2 separate regions of the Gossypium hirsutum genome follow, and region 2 is linked to region 1. A link is a contact called in public Hi-C data. All regions are on one chromosome and are shown on one strand. The core of a region is the stretch at or near the end of the contact, and the rest is flanking DNA. Distances in the headings are between cores, read along the strand shown.

Region 1 (3,210 bases), core at 516-3,015:
TGATTTCAGCCATGTCTCTACACAGATAGAAATGGTAGACTAAACAAACCAAATCACATGGCATTGAGTCATCAAAAAGAAGAAGAATATATCATAGTCCTATTTCTACTCTACTTTGATATTGCTAATAATTTACTCTCAGCACTCATTAATTCACCTTGTGCTAGGAAAAAGAAAAAGAAAAAGGGACATGAAAAAGACGAGGAACCGAAAACAGAAGATTCACTTGAACCCATTTCCTGGGGTTGAAATAGCAAGTTCAGGCCAAGAAAAGCAATCCCCACCATCAACAAACCCAGTTTCTCCACCTTCAAACTGCCATGGGTTCCCCATTCCCGTAGCAGCAGCAGCACCACCACCATTGGCACCAACAACGGCTGCTCCATCTCCCATTCCTGAAAAGGCCCAGATTCCTCTCCCAAGCCCGAACCCAACATCCTCAAGTGCTGGAGTAATACCGAGCCCAAACCCACCAAGAGCCAGAAAACCAGGCCCTTGTGTATTCAACAAGGAGGTAAAACTTCCACATATGTTTCCATTACCACCCCCGTTGCCTTTCGACTCTCCACCAATACCAAAACTTCCTTGGTTGGCCGAGATTGGCAACAAAACCGGGGTGGCAGGTAATGGGAAGTTATTATGAGTAGTGGCGGTGGCATGGGTGTTGGTGCGAGAACGCTTAGCGTTTTTCTTGGTGCCACCGCCAACAGGGATGTCCCTGAGGGTACCACCATGAGTCCAGTAACGACGACAGGACTTGCAGAAATGACGAGGCTGAGAAAAATTATAGTTGTTATAGTAGCAGAACTTAGTATTAGTGGAGTCACAACGTGGACAAGGTAGCTGCTCTTGTTCTGGTGGTGGGGCTCCCGGGTTTAGGACCTTGCATAAACGCCTGCTTTGATCTCCCGATTCTGATGGCATTTTCAGACCAAAACAAAAGTGGCTTCAACTATAGTAGTATGCACCTTGTTTTAAGACTTTGCTGCTTATGTTGCTCGGCTTATATGGAGCGAAGGGACAGAGAAGGGGTGGATTTTATGGGGGGAGAGGGAGAAAAGAGAATCTGGTGGACAGTGAAAACAAGTTCTGAAGGTTATATGAGACATGGAGAGAGAAGAAAGCAGGCTTTTACAGTGTTCTGTTAGGCACGACAGATGGATCAGTCGGCTTGACAGTGGGGGGTCTGATTAGAGTCGGCTCTATCAACTAGGAATACGGCTTTGTGGTGTTTAACTGCACTGATTTAAGTTGCTGTGTTTCCTTTTTGGATTTTTCTTAGCTATTTTGGCGTTTGTAAACCGATAATCATCGGATGGATAAGCAGTCAAATAAAGGGGGTCCCATTTGGTCTTGTATTTTGGTTTGTGTAATGATGTCGCACTTGTGGATGATGACAATTTAGTAGTTCTTCTAAGTATACCCATTACAGTCCGCAAAAACTACGACATTAATGATGGTGGTATTTTAAAGTAAATATTGAAGAAGTGTGAAACAGGGGCCTGGAATGTGGATGGTACAAAACATAGGGTTCTACTAAAATTCTAGGCAACAACAAATTTCTCCCCTATGTTAGAAAAATATTCAAGCTTTGAGGGACATTCCAGCAGAGATGAAAACTGCAGCTCAGAACTTTATCAATATTCAACAATGTCTGCTTAAGGGTGTGCATATAAAATAGGGTTTATGTATTCCTCCTCTTCACCTTAGATTCCATTTTCGATACAAAATCTAATTAGAAGGAAGAGAAGAGATTACACCGCGCTTCAATATTGGTTTTTGCTTCCAACTTTCATCCCTAGTTATAGAGAGATTATTTTATACATCCTTCCTACCATATTATTCATGGCTATTTTTTAAAATTTTAAAATTTTAAAATTTTTTTATATCATTGATATATAATTTTGATTTTTTTATTTTGAACCTTGAACTCTGAATCTTAAACTTCGAATCCAAAATTTTAAATACTAAATCTCGAACCCGAACCCAAAACTCAAAACTCAAAACTCATTTAAGATTTGGGATTTAAGATTCAATGTTTTGAGTTTGAGGTTTGAGTTCGGAGTTCAGGGTTCGAGGTTCGGAGTTCAGGGTTTAGGGTAAATTTTTTTATCAAAATTATATATTAATGACATGAAAACAATTTACTAAGATATCATTAAACAATTAAAAAGAGACCATAAATGATAAGAAGGAAATGGTTGATAAATTAATTTCTCTTAACTTTTAGGTAACACCTAATGCTTATTTGTAATATCTAAATTTAGGTAACACATTTTTAGTAATTGAAAATTATTGTCGAAGGACTACTCTAATGATTGATAAAGTATATAATTTTTAATCTATTTATTATATTTTCCCTTAAATTATATTATTTAAGTTATTAATTATATTGTTTATATTTATATTTTATTCATTGTAATTTGGGTGAATAATGGAAAAAAATATAATAGTATTTTCAATTAAATAAAACAGAATTCTGATGAATTTTCGCACCAAACTTTTAAGTTAGTTTTGAATACCTTCTTACGTTTTTTTGGGATTGAGTCATTAAACAATTTCGATCTTTCAATTTCTTTCAAATTTGTAAATTATGAATCTAAAATAAAATTTTATAGCTCAAGTTATAATTAAAATATAGAAACAACGTTATGTTGAAAATAAAAATCCACAAAAACTTAGCAAAAGATAAAATAAATTTTAAATTTTTTTTTCAATTATTGATTTAAATCAATAATATCTAAACAATATCATTAAAAGGGTAAACTTAAAAAGCATAATTTAAAAAATATATAAGAAATTACATTTATGAAGAATCCAGAATGTGAGTTTTTAGGTAGCTAAGGGAAAATTATTATTTTGTGATAAAAATAGCTCCCTATTCCAAATTAAACTTGTGGTGTCGCCATCATCCTAAAGAGAAGCAAGGCAAAGATGGTAAAAAATTTAGGAAGTAAAAAAGAAAAAGAGTAAAGGAGAGATGGTGCAGCGTGATTGAGAGGGATTGATGTGTGGGGACAGTAGAAGAAGGGAAGAGAGAATAAAGAGTGGGGGGCAGCGTGGGGAGCAATTATTGGGTCTCCCCTCTGATTTGGGAAGCGTCATGTCCGCATCAGATTCCTCCTCCGTACCGCATTTATCGGCCTCACCTTCATCTCTTCCTCCCTCTACCACCAGGCACCAATCAACGGCTCCCATTTGGAGCTATAA
Region 2 (2,903 bases), core at 270-2,769, 130 kb before region 1:
GCAGCAAAGCTTTCTGCCTCTCCATGGCAGTACTGATTCCTCCGAGTTCCTGTTGGAGCAACCATGCCATTTTATCAACCAATGCTAAGCAGCACAACAGGCAACAGGCAAGGAATATGTTCCAAAACTGAAGGCTGATTATATATACCATTGAGACATAAAATGCTTCATAGTTCACAGAAAATCTACCAAATGATTCAAAATTGTAACCTAAGAGATGACAGCTAAGAAAACTGGCATGGAGGTAATTACTTAACTCTAACTAAATTCCAGTTGTTCTCAGATCAATTGGTTTGGAAATAACTTCATGAACCACTCACAGTTTGAAACAATGGACCAGATATGACCACGGTCCAACACATTAACTTATTTGCATCAACGTAACATAAGCCCTTCTAACCACAAAAGAGACAACAATACATCTAAAGTAAAAGTAGAATACAGTTTGAGCTAGTCCAAATATTCACAACAAGAGCAACTAGTTTTAGTTTCTTAATATTTTTCATTACTTAGATTACAATAAGGGCGTAATATAATAGATTCATGTTAAATAACAAGGCATTCCAGATTATTCACCAAAATAAGATACAAGTGAAGTGAACAAGGACAACGAAAATGAACTAGATAATTATCGCTCATCTACTCTATCAATGCAATGTCTAAGAAGCAGGAAAGTTTGACAGAAAGAAAAATGCAGAAATTGAAGGAAGCACAAGTGCACAAGTCCGTATGTAAAAGAAAGCAAAGGTTGAACCTGAACAATGTGGCTGGCATCAAGCTCGAAGCCTTCATTGGAAACCGAAGAATCATAAAGGCGAGTACACTGGTCTAACCTTTGGCTTTCATCCCTATACTCCAATATCCTTTCCCTACATTCCAAGATGATAATCACAACACTCACTACTCACTACTCAGAGCGCCATATAACAATAATAATGTCAATATCCAAGCTCAACCTATAAACCAAATCAGGAAGAGGAACTTATGCCCCGCACTTTTCCAGGTAAACACTATTAAAATATCATAACGTATGCAAAAATAAGTTTTCATCAACCAATTTCAATAGCAGCCAAAAAGTTGTATTTTTTGAGAATGCAAAACAAAACCCATCAAGAAAGAATTGAGAACATACTCAATTTGAAGCAGAAATTTTTGAGAATCAGGATGGAGATCAGCCCATTTGGTGCTGTAACTAGCAGGAGTCTTGTCATTAGTAAAAAGAAAAAGGGGTTGTTGCTGCTGCTGTTGTTGTTGTTGCTGCTGCTGCTGTTGTGGAAACTGCAACTGTGGTTGCTGTTGTTGTTGTTGCTGCTGCTGCTGCTGCTGGGATTGATAAAAAGGGCTGTAGCTTTGCTGGAAAGGTTGTTGTTGGGGCTGAAACAATGGCGGAGATTGTTGGGGTTGTGGAGTTGCAAAGAACGAGGACATTGTTTTTCTTCGGAAACAAAAATTAGGGTTCTAAGAGTAGAGACATTTAATTCTGGTGAGGATTGAGGAAGAAGAACCTTTTTTTATTTAAACCCTAGAGAGGGAAAATCATTGACGAAAATCAAAAGAAAAATAAATAATAGGGTAAATTGCAATACAAGTCACCCAACTATTGCTCCTTTTCTTTATTATCATTCAACTATCAATTTTTTTAATTTGATCACCTAATTATTGTCTTTTTTTCCTTTTTGTCACCCAACTATCAATTTTTTTAATTTGATCACCCAACTAAACGATATAGTTTAATAATAAATTTAGGCTTCAACATTTACATATTATATCGATTTAGTTATAATTTTAAAAAATAATCCTCAAAATTTACAAATAATCTCAATTTAATTCTAATTCTAAAATATTCTAACAAATATATAAAAATTAAAATACATAAATACTTTAAATATATATAATAAATTTAAAATATATAAAAATACCCCCAGCTCCACCTCCTTCTCTGTGCCACCTCATTAGACTCATTGGTCTGTTTCGTCAAAAAAGCTTTCAAAGCTGGCGTTGATTTCAAGTTCGTCACCACAACCCATCCAACGTTAACGACTTCGGTGTTCCAAAATCACACCGTTTTGAACCTCCGATGGAGATTATATCGAAGAACGAAGTACCTTGCCATCTGTTTCTGTATTTTTATGCGGTTTATTTTTAGACTATTTCAAGTTCGTCGTTTGTCTTCAGATTCCAAGAATTTCAGCTTTGATCATTTGATGTTCGAATGTTGGGTGTCAAGAAAAGGAACTCTTATTGACATGTTTTTTGACAAGATGATACCTGATATTGTTTGGATTTAGCAATAGATCTCCGATGATGGTGTCTGTTATGGACCATTTCTAATGACAAGTGGGCTGAAGAAATTGATTGGGCTGAATGACATTAGTTAAACGGTGCACAATAGGTTTAATAAAACGATGCGTTTTGTGCATGGGAAAACTTCTCGTAGAGTTTGTTGTTTCTTTCTGTTATTTGTTTCCTATATATCCGCATGTAAGGAAATGACCTGATTATGAAGAAAATATAGTAACTGTTGCATTTCCTCTATTTTGCATCTCTTCTTCTCTTTATTTTTCTGCTATTTCTCTTCTTCTTTTTTGGATTTCTGGTTTCGGTGTTATCAAAGGTATTAGAGCTTGGTCTTTCCTATGATGGGGGACGATGTTACCACTCGTGGACAGAAGGACATGACAGTGCTACAACAAGAGATGGTCAAAAAGCAAGGGGAGTTGGCTCAACTGGAAACCAAATGGGATGCCAAGTTGCAAAGGTTTACGGAAGATCTGTATTTGGAACTTTGATCTATGCTGGAGTAGTTTCTGGGGCACCCTACAGCTTCGGAGCCAGGACCAGCCTCTAAAAAGAAGGGAGTGTTGGGTCTAACTCTACTAGGTTCTCCTCCCAAAGACTCCATG

The links. Hi-C and Micro-C count contacts between places; a contact is called where the count stands out from the background.
Region 2: a contact with region 1 is called in a Hi-C map of leaf, with 2.9 times the contacts expected there. The contact joins the promoter of LOC107945314 here to the promoter of LOC121224689 in region 1. A contact is called at or near these places in 16 of 34 Hi-C or Micro-C datasets (anther, callus, hypocotyl and 3 more).

The regions. Positions count from the first base shown.
Region 1 is chrD12:13,082,939-13,086,148 of Gossypium_hirsutum_v2.1, reverse strand. It overlaps LOC121224689 (dof zinc finger protein DOF3.4), which reads right to left and starts at 1,765. Exons shown (of 1, transcript XM_041108497.1): 1 at 1-1,765. The coding sequence starts at 924. The coding sequence ends at 223.
Region 2 is chrD12:13,214,899-13,217,801 of Gossypium_hirsutum_v2.1, reverse strand. LOC107945314 (nuclear pore complex protein NUP58) reads right to left here and starts at 1,519. Exons shown (of 6, transcript XM_016879274.2): 1 at 1,133-1,519; 2 at 755-869; 3 at 1-49. The coding sequence starts at 1,428.